Regions from separate parts of the Sus scrofa genome. Here regions 2 and 3 are each linked to region 1. The links are chromatin contacts, called in public Hi-C and HiChIP or PLAC-seq maps. All regions are on one chromosome and are shown on one strand. Each heading gives the region's core, a stretch centred on a gene start, on an enhancer-like site or on the middle of the called end of the contact. The rest is flanking DNA. Distances are from core to core; before and after follow the strand shown.

Region 1 (3,432 bases), core at 107-2,606:
CCCGTCCCTGGAGCCCCCACTCGAGGTGGGGCGCGCTCCAGCAAGTTTCTGACACGATCCCGGGGCGCCTTCCACCTGAGAGGGTCTCCTCAAATTAACCCGCAAGTCCTCAGGTGTAGTTCGGCCTGTTTGAGAAGCAAAGCCATGGTCTTCCAGGAACCCGGCCCCAGGGCGCAAGCCGGCCAGACGCGCCCTCCCCGGCGGGTCCGAAGGGCCTTGAGCGCAGGAATCAAGGTGGGTCTAACGCATCTTTATTTTTACAAATACTGTAAAAATCAATATAAAAAAGTGAGCATGCTCAGTCTTTTTTTCGTATCTACAGTACAAAGGCTAGTCTCGAAAAGTCTCTTACGAATGTACCTTAGCTGCATCCTAGGGGTAGGATGTAGAGAAGCTGCCGTCATAGTAACTTAGGGTCCACGCGACAGCTGTCCAAGTCCCAGACCGGCCAGGCAGCTCCAGGCACTGCGGCCGCAGTCCGCGCGCCCCCCGCGTCACCGCGCGTCCGCCGCCCCCGCGCCGGGCAGGAAGGGTGCGCCGGGTAGCTGCTTGAAGAATCGCCGCAGGCCGGCTAGGTCCCGTGTGAGCTGCTCCACGCGCTGTTGCAACTTCTCGTTTTCGGCTGAAAGCTCCACCAGCTTCTGCTGCATCTCTTGGTTGCGCCGTTTGGCCTTGTCACGGCTCTTGCGCACCGCGATGTTGTTGCGTTCGCGCCGCTGCCGATACTCTGGGCTGCCGCGGTCCGGGCCCCGCTTGCCCGCTGCTTTGTCGCGTGCGGGCCCTGGCGCTGGGGGCGCGGGGCTGCGGCGCGGCGGCTCGGGCGACGCGGGAGGCGTGGGTTGCGCGGCGGCCGCCAGGCTCACCACCGTCTGTGCGCACGCGGCCACCTGCGCGGGCAGCAGCGAGCCGGGCGCGTCGCCGTCGCCCCAGTCCGGCTCGCGCTTGAGCGGTCGCGGTGCGGGGCCGGGGCCCGCAGGGCGCGCGGGGGCCCCGGGCAGCAGCTCCAGGGCGCCAGCCTTATGGTTGCTGTTGAAGAGGTCAGCGAAGAGCTCGTCGTGACACAGCTCCAGGGTGGGCACGGCGGCCATGGAGTCTATGTAGGCGCTGAAGTCGATGGCGCTCTCGTCGTCGTACATGGCGGGAGCGGCCGGCTCAGTTCCGCGACCAGGCTTCCCTGCGCGGCCAGGCTCGTAGAAGGCGGCGGGCTCCGCAGACCAGGGCGCGCCGCGCGCTGGGCCGTCTAGGCTGAAGAGCGCGGCGCTCATGGCGGCGTCGAGCCGACAGCGAGCGCGGTCCCCTGGCGGTCCGGGCGCAGCCTTTTCTAGCCCGGCTGACGCGCACGCTCCGCCCCGGCCGCGGACCGCGGGACCCCCGCCCGAGCGCCTCCCCCGCGCTTCCTGCCCGCCGGCCCGGCCCGCGCGGCGCTGCCGGGAACGACCCTCCCTCGGCCGCGCCTCCTTCCTGCTGGTGGGTCGGGGCCTCTGCTCCCGCGGCACCGGGGCGGAACCAGAGCGGAGGGCGGCGGGGACTCTGCACGGGGGCGCTGCCTCGCAGCTTCAGGGAATTTGGGTCTTGGTGCTTCCCGATCAAGGAGATGGGGAATGGGGGAGGATCGCGACGCTGCCCCGCGGCGTTCCGCTGGCTCCTGGGTGGTGGGTGGGGTCGCTCTCAAACCCCGCGGGCCTGGGGCCAGGGGAAGCTATTTTGAACCCTGCACCCCGCAAGCCCCACGAGCTCGGAGCTTCTAGATAACTCAGTGCCCCGGGCGAACCCCACCAACTCCCTGCCCCACGAGCCCGGCACCCCTGGCGCTGCTTCCTGGTCCACTAGAGCAGTGCCATCTTGCGGTGGTTTCTTACTTCAGTTTTTTAGGCCGGATTCTTTCTATTCAATATTCCAAAAAAGAAGTGCCTTTGGATCCAGAGCAGTGGGGTGGGTCCCTTTCAGGAGAAAGAAAACGTTGGTAAGGTATTAACATGTTCGCTTTCCGGGTTGTAAAATGCAGGAAAAAGACACTGAACTGGTTTTGTTGCGTTTCCTACAATTTGGACAGGCATTTCAGGTCAATTCCATTTTTTGCACCACAGACCCTGTTCAGACCTGGCCTTCATCCACAACCTTTCTCGTTTCCTCTTGTCCCAACACTCAACGTTCCACAAGCTCTACAGCGCTCCATGAACTATCGCTGGAGTGTCTGCAGTCAATTCCAGTGGTGACTTCTGAAAACACACCATAGGGTACTGAGTAGGCTTTCTAGAGGGACATACATAATGCGCTAGAATTACTCCAGGGACATGATATAGATCTCACACTTATAATTACCTATTAAGGGTAAAACCTAGGAACACATAGAGTGTGGTTCATGCACATCCCCCCAAAAAAACATGTATTTCAGAAGCCATAAAAACGTTACCAAAGACTTCTCCAGGGAGGGAATGCACAAAGAACCATATTCTCATAAAAAAAAAAATTCAGCGAGATGATTGGTACATCCAGATGTCAGATTGGGATTGAGCTTGGAAGATGCTATCCTCATATTTTTTAAATGTATTAACCAGTAATTAATGATAATTTTTATTTTTAAAACCTTTTTTTAGGTCTGCACCTGTGGCATATGGAAGTTCCCAGGCTAGGGGTTCAATCTGAACTACAGCTGCTGGCCTGCGCCACAGCCACATGGGCTCCAAGCCACATCTGCGACCTACAGCACAGCCCACCCCAACGCCAGATCCCAGACCCACTGAGTGAGGCCAAGGATAGAACCTCATCCTCATGGATACTAGTTGGATTCATTTCCATGGTGCCAGAGTGGGAAATCCCAATGATAACTTCTAGATTTAAGAATTTTCTTCCCTCTTTCAGAAATAGAGAAAGGAGAGGTCATAGGCCAGCAAAGTATAGATTTGTTATGACATTGAACACAAGTGAAAGACTGTTAAAAATGCAGTATAACAATATAGCTCTCTGATAGTAGTTCACAGTCATTTTTTGAATGTCTCCACTTACTGCATTTCTCATTGTTAGGGATCTTGAAGCTGTAGTATTTTTATTTTATTTTTATTTATTTATTTTTGGCTTTTTAGGGCCACACCTGTGGCATATGGAGGTTCCCAGACTAGGGGTCGAATCAAAGCTACAGCTGCCCTCCAACATCACAGCCACAGCAAAACCAGACCTGAGCCTCGTCTGGGACCTACACCACAGCTCACAGCAGCGCCAGATCCTTAACCCACTGAGCGAGGCCAGGGATGGAATCCACAACCTCATAGTTCCTAGTCAGATTCGTTTCCCCTGGGCCACGATGGGAACTCCAAGCTGTAGTGTTCTGAGTAGAGTTGTCAAAAGGAAGCGGCCAGGTTAGAAAGCATTCCTTAAAAATGGATCCTTGGATTCCCCCATGTTTATGCGGGCATTGCTATGTTGAGCTCAGTT
Region 2 (3,316 bases), core at 426-2,925, 66 kb before region 1:
ACCACATGATCCAGCAATTCTACTCCCAAGTATAAACCCAAGAGAATTGAAAACATATCTACATAACTGCTATACTAACGTTCATAGCAGTATCATTCATAATACTATTATAGTTATTATATGTAGTAATATAATAATAATATCACTTCAAAAAAGTAGGAACATCCCAAATGTTCATCAGCTGATGGATGCAGAAACAGGGTGTGGTATATCTATACAATAGAATATTCTTCAGCCAACTACAGAAAGTCAGGACTGGCACCTGCCTTAACATGGGCGCACCTTGAAAATGTTATGCTTAGTGAAAGGAGCCAGTCACAAAAGGCCATATTTTGCATGATTCCACTTATGTGACATATTTAGAACAGGCAAATCCATAGAGCCAGATCAGTATGTTGCCAAGTATTTGGGAGAGGAGACAAAAGGAAGGCTGCTTAACAGGTTGGGATTTCCTTTTGGGGAAATATTCTGGGACTAGGACTAGTTAGTGCTGCTGGTTGCAGAACATGTGCATGTACTTGATGCCACTGAATTGTACACATGAAGATGGTGAAATTATAAATTTTATGTTATGGTTATTTTGCCACAATAAAAGGGATGAATTTCTATAGTATGTAAATTAGGCCTCAACAAAGCTGTTATAAAAATAAAAGGCATAATAACTTGGATTATCACCAGGGAACTATGCTAAGGGAAAAAAATTAATCCCAGAGATCATATACTACTTGATTCCATTTTTATAACATTTTGAAGTGGCCGTATTTCAGAAATGGAGGACAAATTAGATGTTATGGGTGGATGGTAGGGAGGTAGGTGGTAAAAGGTGTCACAAGGGTCCTTGTGCTGGTGGGCACAGGGTCCTCCACAAGTGATGAAACTTCACAGCTCCAAACACACACAGGTGAGAGACCAGTCAAGTGAGTGAGCCCTGGCCTGGGTGGGTGGATCATAGCCATGAGGGGTCTGGCGCGAAGTCTTACTGATGCCCAGGATACTGGGAGAAGGGGCCAAGTACTTATATAAGGGTCTCTGGTGACTCTCACAGCTGCTTCCTTCAGTAGAAATTTCAACTAACAAAAATATGTGAGAGTAACTGTACCTTTGAAAATTCGTTCTGGAGGCAAACTTGTATGAATGTGTAAAATGTCCTCTTCTGACTTGTCTTGGTCCGGTCACAGTCTTATCTCTAGGAACTGAGACCACAGTCCAAGCCCAGGACACCACAATTATGTCAGCATTATTCGTGTCCTCCTTAAAGACCAAGCTGGCAGCAGTGTTTTTTGTTTGGTTGATTTCAGCAATACAGTATTTTCCAATAATGAAGAGGAAGTATGAGTGTGGAAAAGGCCTTTCTCAGGCTTTTTGCCATCCTTTAGTTAAGTCACTTTCAGCAAAGAAAGATTATTATTCCTTCCTGTTCACTGATACTAGAAAGTTTTCATGTCACACTTTTATTTTAGCAAAGAGAAATAGGATTTTTAAATGAGTAGAGACCACATTTCTGTGCAGTAGGGATCATCCTGCTAACATCTCATGTTAAGAAGATAAACAGCGGGATTAACTGTTTACTTTAGGAGTGCAGTCTGGTTGTTTTTCAGGAGGACACAGTGTCCTGCTGTATCTGGTTTCCCGTCTGCGTGCGGGCTGGAGCTGGGAAGGCCCTGCCCCCTCGGCTCTCTTCCTCTGCACTCCCCCCAACTCCCCCGCCCCGGGTCTGGTCCAAACTCCCCTCTCAGCTTCCTTCCCCTTTCTCTCTCTCTCTTGCTTTTTTTCTCACTTCATCCTCTAATTTCTTCTGTTTCTCGTCCTTAAATTGAGGCTTAGTAGGGATTATAATGTGAAGAGAAAGATCCTTGTTGATTTTCAGAGGCTGTTTCAGTTGACACTGACCTAGAATAAAACAGCGGAGCCTGATTCTGATTCCGGGAATTCTTGGTGGACTGCTCAGAACTACTTCCCTGACTCGTGTAAACATCCCACATGTCACTTCATCTGCTTCTCTCTCGGAACACAAGCATAGACACACACACACACACACACACACACACACACAGATACACACACACACATACACTGCTTCTATGTTCTTATGTATCTATCTTACTGAGTCACAGAATGAAAGGAGGGAAAAATAAATACTTTTGAAAAGTTGGGGAGGGGCATTTAAAACTTCAAAGGGGAATTAAATTATAGTCTTACTAAAACCCCATCTATGAATCAACATTTGTTTTCCTTATTCCTTGTACTTTGTTCCATTGCTTTCACAGATTAACAATGCACGCATTTCTAGAATTTTTAAAGTGATCTTTAATGATGGGACATTTGGCTGTTACGAGAAGGAAAGAAACATTCTTAAAGACAAATATTAACTCCATGATGGACTTTATCCTTCTATCATGATATGCCTGGGATTGAACTGGGAACCTCTTATCTCTCTTATTTTATGTTGCTGGCATGTGCTGTGTAGTTTCATTTGGCACCAGTTTCAGTCAGTTCTCCCAGCCTCACCCTCATGTCTCAGAAATTCATGGAGTCCAAGTGCCGTAGTCAGGCTCTGGTGGCCAGGATGGGGTGCCCTGTGGCTGGGCAGGTAGAGGACACTGGGTTTGCTAATAAGCCTTGATTGCTTTACATAGAGAGGAGCTTCACTTACAACAGAACTTCAGGAGCTGGATATTGGGGACAGCACCACCAGGCTGACCATAGGCTGGTTTCACTGAGCCCCTTCCTGCAGATCAACCCTTTTACTGAGGAGCACACTCATGATATAAGGGGTGGGCTGAAGCGTGATAGGAGAAAACCACCTTCTTGTTGATAAACTGCATTGGTAACAATGTGAATTTGCCTGGTGGGTGCAGGAAACCAGGGTTCTGAGCACATATGGGTGTGGGCACTTAGCTGGGTGTGAAGCAAAGTGAAGTTATCTGGATTGTACAGGTTGGAAAGCTGAAGCTCCCAGCAGCCAGGCCCATGTCCACCAGCAGCAGAATTCAAGCAGCCCCTCCCTGGCCAGTGCCAGCAGGCACCACTTGCTAAAAATCATGAAGGTAGGGGAAGGGATTTTATTTAGGTGAAAGTCAGTGTTTTAGGCATGAATGGAACATTGCTTTTAAATAAGTAGCATTCACTTGCCAGACTATTATTCCAAGAGATCTGAATGGCAGACTGTCTTATGTAGCGAATGCACTACTGAGGCTCTCATTCTAACCACTAGTATCCCCTCCTCCTTGGAAGACCTTTTCCTTGTGCTGTCTTAGCATTTATCTAAGTTGACTACTTCTGAAAACACAGTGACCTGCTCACGTGCGCCAGTGCT
Region 3 (3,707 bases), core at 561-3,060, 100 kb before region 1:
GGTAGTTTTACTTCTTCATTTCCAATCTGTTTTATCTTATTTCTTTTTCTTTCTTAATTGTTCTGGAAGTTCTTTTCATTATCTTAAGGCAGAAAAATAGAAATTATTATTTGATGCTGTGGTACATTCACAGTAGCTCATCTTCCTACTCATTTTACTCAGTCTCTTGAAGTCCTATGCAAACTTCACTACCCAGTCTTATGCCATTTGCCCCGTGAAATCTCTCCTGATTTCCCCCAGGGAAATAGTGTCTTCTTCCGTGTGGTATAATGAGAAAAACAAATTTTGGAAGCAGACAAACTTGAGTTTGAATCTGAACACTGCTATCCTCTCGCACTGTTTATTGGTTAAAGATGAGTAGATGGGTAGTTCCCACTATGGCGCAGTGGGATTGGTAGCATCTTTGCTGTGCCAAGATGCAGGTTTGATCCCCAGCCCGGCACAGTGAGTCCAGTGTTGCCACAGCTGCAGTGTGGGTCACAACTGCAGCTGGATCTGATCCTGGCCTGGGAACTCCGCGTACTGTGGGGTGGCCAAAACAGAAAAAAAAAAAGATGGGTAGGTATGTAGGTAGAACAGCACCGTGCAGTTAGTACCATCACTGTCAGCCTTGAGTGTTTATTTTGAAGATTAAATGAGATAACATTTATGAAATGCCTGATTCCAAGTAGATATTCAGCACGATTTGTTCTATAGCTATTACGGTCATTTGCATTGTAGTTAGTTATAGAGATGTCAGTCTTTAAGGTTGTAAACTCCTTTCAGGTAAGGATTATATGTAGGAGTATTTATCTGCAAATATTGTGCCTGCTCTATATGTCCCTAAATATATTTCAGTTAGGTGTATCTCTTTTTGGCATTTATAACAGTTTGTCTTTGTGTGAGTATCAGTTCTTCCTTTCTGGATGGCAGAAAATGGATCCATTTTCCTACTCTTTATCTCTTTTTAAGCTTTTATCATTTTATTGGTCTAGTGTCAGGTTACAGCTAGCTGATTGAAATTTTAAATGTTTCAGAGTAGAATCAGAGCTGTAGATAATATGAAAGCGGTATGTTCATGTTCTTTAAATACTGTATAATACCAACACTTTTCATTGCTGGAGTTCATATTTATAGTGAACATATACCTTGAATATGTATCCTCAATGAGTTTATTGATAATGTGAAATAGTATCTATGTTCTTTTTTATGTGATTCACTTGAAAAAATCAAAAGGAATAACAATAGCCTACTAATGTGAATACAGACAGTTATGAAAATAAAATTTTTGTAACATTATGAAGATAACAAGAGTAATTTTCCAGATTCATAGCCAGACGACCATGGTATGTGTATCCATAGTTCTAAATTTTCATTTTAATCTGGCCGTGGTGATTTTCCAGCACCTGTTTTCCATCAAGATCAAGAATGATTTCAAGGTGGCCCTATATAACAGGCAGGGAATTTTCTGCCTGTCCCTGATCTCCTTCCCCTGGAAATTTTTGTTCCTAAAAGAGGCCGGAGACCTCTGATGGTCTGCATCCCCCCCCCCCTGCCCCGCCCCATGCCTGCAGCTGTAATCTGGAGCAGTACTTTGGTCACACTAGAACTTCCCTGTGAGCCAGATTGCAGCTCTGAATGTGCGTTCTGAGACGACAGCACAGAGCAGAGCCGTGGGAGACAGTGACAGTGTTTGGGGCGAGGGGCAGGGGACAGCCAAGTTCTGGCACAAAACACCACGTGTCTGAACAGCCAAATACCCGCAGACGGGTTAGATCAAGTGTAAGATCCAATTTCCTGCTCATGTTGAGTTGCCACATCTTGCTGCCCCCTTTCCCTCTGTTTGCCTCCGTCACATGACCTATTCTGCCCTGCCTTCCTTCCAGCTGCTGCTGGACCCAGAGCACTTGGGACAGCCAGCTGGCAGTCTTGGTAGGCTTACCCTTGTTGTGCTCATTTCCTGGCCGTGCAGTTCTAATTAGCTTGATCCTAATCAGCCCCATGTGCCACAGAAAAATGCAGCAAACATACCCTCCAAAGCCATTCTTTGGAAGACAGAGACAGTGTGATATGTTAACAGAGACCCTTGTTTCTTCAGACTGGTTGGCCTGGAAGTGATATGTGTTCTGAACCTTTGCATTTATTTGCACAGCTACAAGGGCGTCTAGACAGGTGCTTGTCATATAGTGAGGATAATGGCCAGGTATTAGGCATTCACTAATACTTGTCAGTGAATCAGCCAATACATATTGTTTTCAAATTTTGCTTCTCCCATTTAACCATCTGAGGTCAAGGACCCTCAGATGGTACAGGACCCTGAAGGTAGTAGACACATAACAGTACGTGTGGGTGGGAAGAGGAGTGGCAAGGGAGTAGCCTAATGCATGATTGTGTCCCTCTCTTTACTCTGGACTAACCAGCTGTGTGGACACGCCTCACGTGCTGTTATTCCTCTAAGGAGACTGACAGGGAGTCTGATCCTAGGAGTAGGAATTGCCAAGAACATTCTGCTTTAGGGAATATAGAAGATGAGACACTTGCACTCAGGGCCCCTGCAAGGTGCTCAGTGGATGTAAAGGAACAAGAAAAGGGCAAAGAGGAGGGGCTCTTGGGGAGCAGTAAGAGCTGCTCTAGAGTGAGGATATTTATAAAGAGAAAAAAAAAAGAATCCAGCTGAGAATGACTGAGGGGTTATAGCATTTATTGCAATTAATGCAGGACTGAGAGAAATATGGCACGGGTAGGTGATGAAAGGATGAAAACAACATTTAATGTTAAACAAAATTTAATTAGCTGAGGAGGCAGAAACCCATGCTTTGAATTGAAGAGAGAATAAGGTCTGTGTTGCTCAGGGGAAGCTGAGAGGGGGCAGTCGCCCAGGTCTAGAGTAATTCTGACTGCGGCACAGCTGCTCTGCGGGGTCCTCAGCCATGTCCCAGCCTGTCCTCCCTCTCTCTGGTGTGGAATCTGAATGCAGGTGTCAGAAGTTCCTGCAGGAGGGAGCCAGCAGAGAGGACCAGCCTCTGTGTGTATGTAGGGCAGTGGGAAGAGAAGAGTGAAATAAACATCAAACCTTCTGAAATATTGCCACTTAAACTGCCTTTTGGAAAACCTAGAGGTGCCTTAAGCAGCTGTGCACACAGATAAGCAACCATAGAACATTGGCTGTACAAGAAAACAATGGACATTCTTTGAAAGCCTGTCTTTCTGTGAGCTGTAGAAAAGTAGAAAACTGCAGTGTCAGCAAAGATACCAGGAAATCTTTAAATCTTTTGAAAGCAAGAAATTCCAATTTTTATTCTGTTCATTAATGTATCATCTCTTCAGAAAAGACTAGAATGAGATTTCCTGCTATGATAGAGTTGTTACTATGTTTTGGGGAGCAAGTGTCATTCACCATGGTGGGCTATCTGCCAGTGTACCTTTATGTTTAAATTTTGAATTTCTCCCAGGTGCTTCTCAAAGAAGGGTATCTGGTGTCTGTGTAGAGGCATGGGTGGAAAGTAGGAGGCTCTGGTCTAAGGGGTAAGGTACAGCAGTGGAGCCTCATCCCAGGGGCTCTTTGCCTTTCTTTCTGGCCCCCTGGTAGCTGCAGCTCTCCTGTCACTTCTGCTTGGAGAGTGACATTTAGTAAAAACCGCACAAAGAATGCACAGTTGCTCAGGGCCATCCATACATGCCCCCTTGCAAACAGACTGCCTGGAAGCTTACATGAGAAGAGGCCATTT

Evidence for each region. A called contact is a pair of places that touch in the nucleus more often than the background predicts. HiChIP or PLAC-seq counts read pairs in DNA pulled down with a chosen protein or histone mark.
Region 2: a Hi-C map of liver shows a contact between it and region 1, with 7 times the contacts expected there. The contact joins the enhancer-like site here to the promoter of CEBPD in region 1. A contact is called at or near these places in 2 of 5 promoter capture datasets (liver and skeletal muscle), 16 of 47 Hi-C or Micro-C datasets (alveolar macrophages, embryonic fibroblasts, fetal heart ventricle and 8 more) and 2 of 2 datasets of contacts at active chromatin or transcription factors (alveolar macrophages and skeletal muscle).
Region 3: an H3K27ac HiChIP or PLAC-seq map of skeletal muscle shows a contact between it and region 1. The contact joins the enhancer-like site here to the promoter of CEBPD in region 1. A contact is called at or near these places in 1 of 5 promoter capture datasets (liver), 7 of 47 Hi-C or Micro-C datasets (embryonic fibroblasts, liver, skeletal muscle and 1 more) and 2 of 2 datasets of contacts at active chromatin or transcription factors (alveolar macrophages and skeletal muscle).

The regions. Positions count from the first base shown.
Region 1 is chr4:79,870,787-79,874,218 of Sscrofa11.1, reverse strand. CEBPD (CCAAT/enhancer-binding protein delta) reads right to left here and starts at 1,356. Exons shown (of 1, transcript XM_005663091.2): 1 at 1-1,356. The coding sequence starts at 1,265. The coding sequence ends at 495.
Region 2 is chr4:79,937,055-79,940,370 of Sscrofa11.1, reverse strand. All of the region lies in intron 10 of SPIDR (DNA repair-scaffolding protein), which reads left to right. Among named protein-coding and RNA genes, the nearest start is that of CEBPD, 66 kb to the right of the region's middle. Within about 2 kb of position 1,675, at least 46 of the 83 cell types and tissues checked have an H3K27ac peak or open chromatin away from gene starts, as enhancers often do. A contact at or near this core is called in alveolar macrophages, liver, mesenteric adipose tissue and 4 more, where this site is marked.
Region 3 is chr4:79,972,379-79,976,085 of Sscrofa11.1, reverse strand. The region is part of intron 10 of SPIDR (DNA repair-scaffolding protein); the gene reads left to right. Among named protein-coding and RNA genes, the nearest start is that of CEBPD, 100 kb to the right of the region's middle. Within about 2 kb of position 1,810, at least 32 of the 83 cell types and tissues checked have an H3K27ac peak or open chromatin away from gene starts, as enhancers often do. A contact at or near this core is called in alveolar macrophages, liver, skeletal muscle and 1 more, where this site is marked.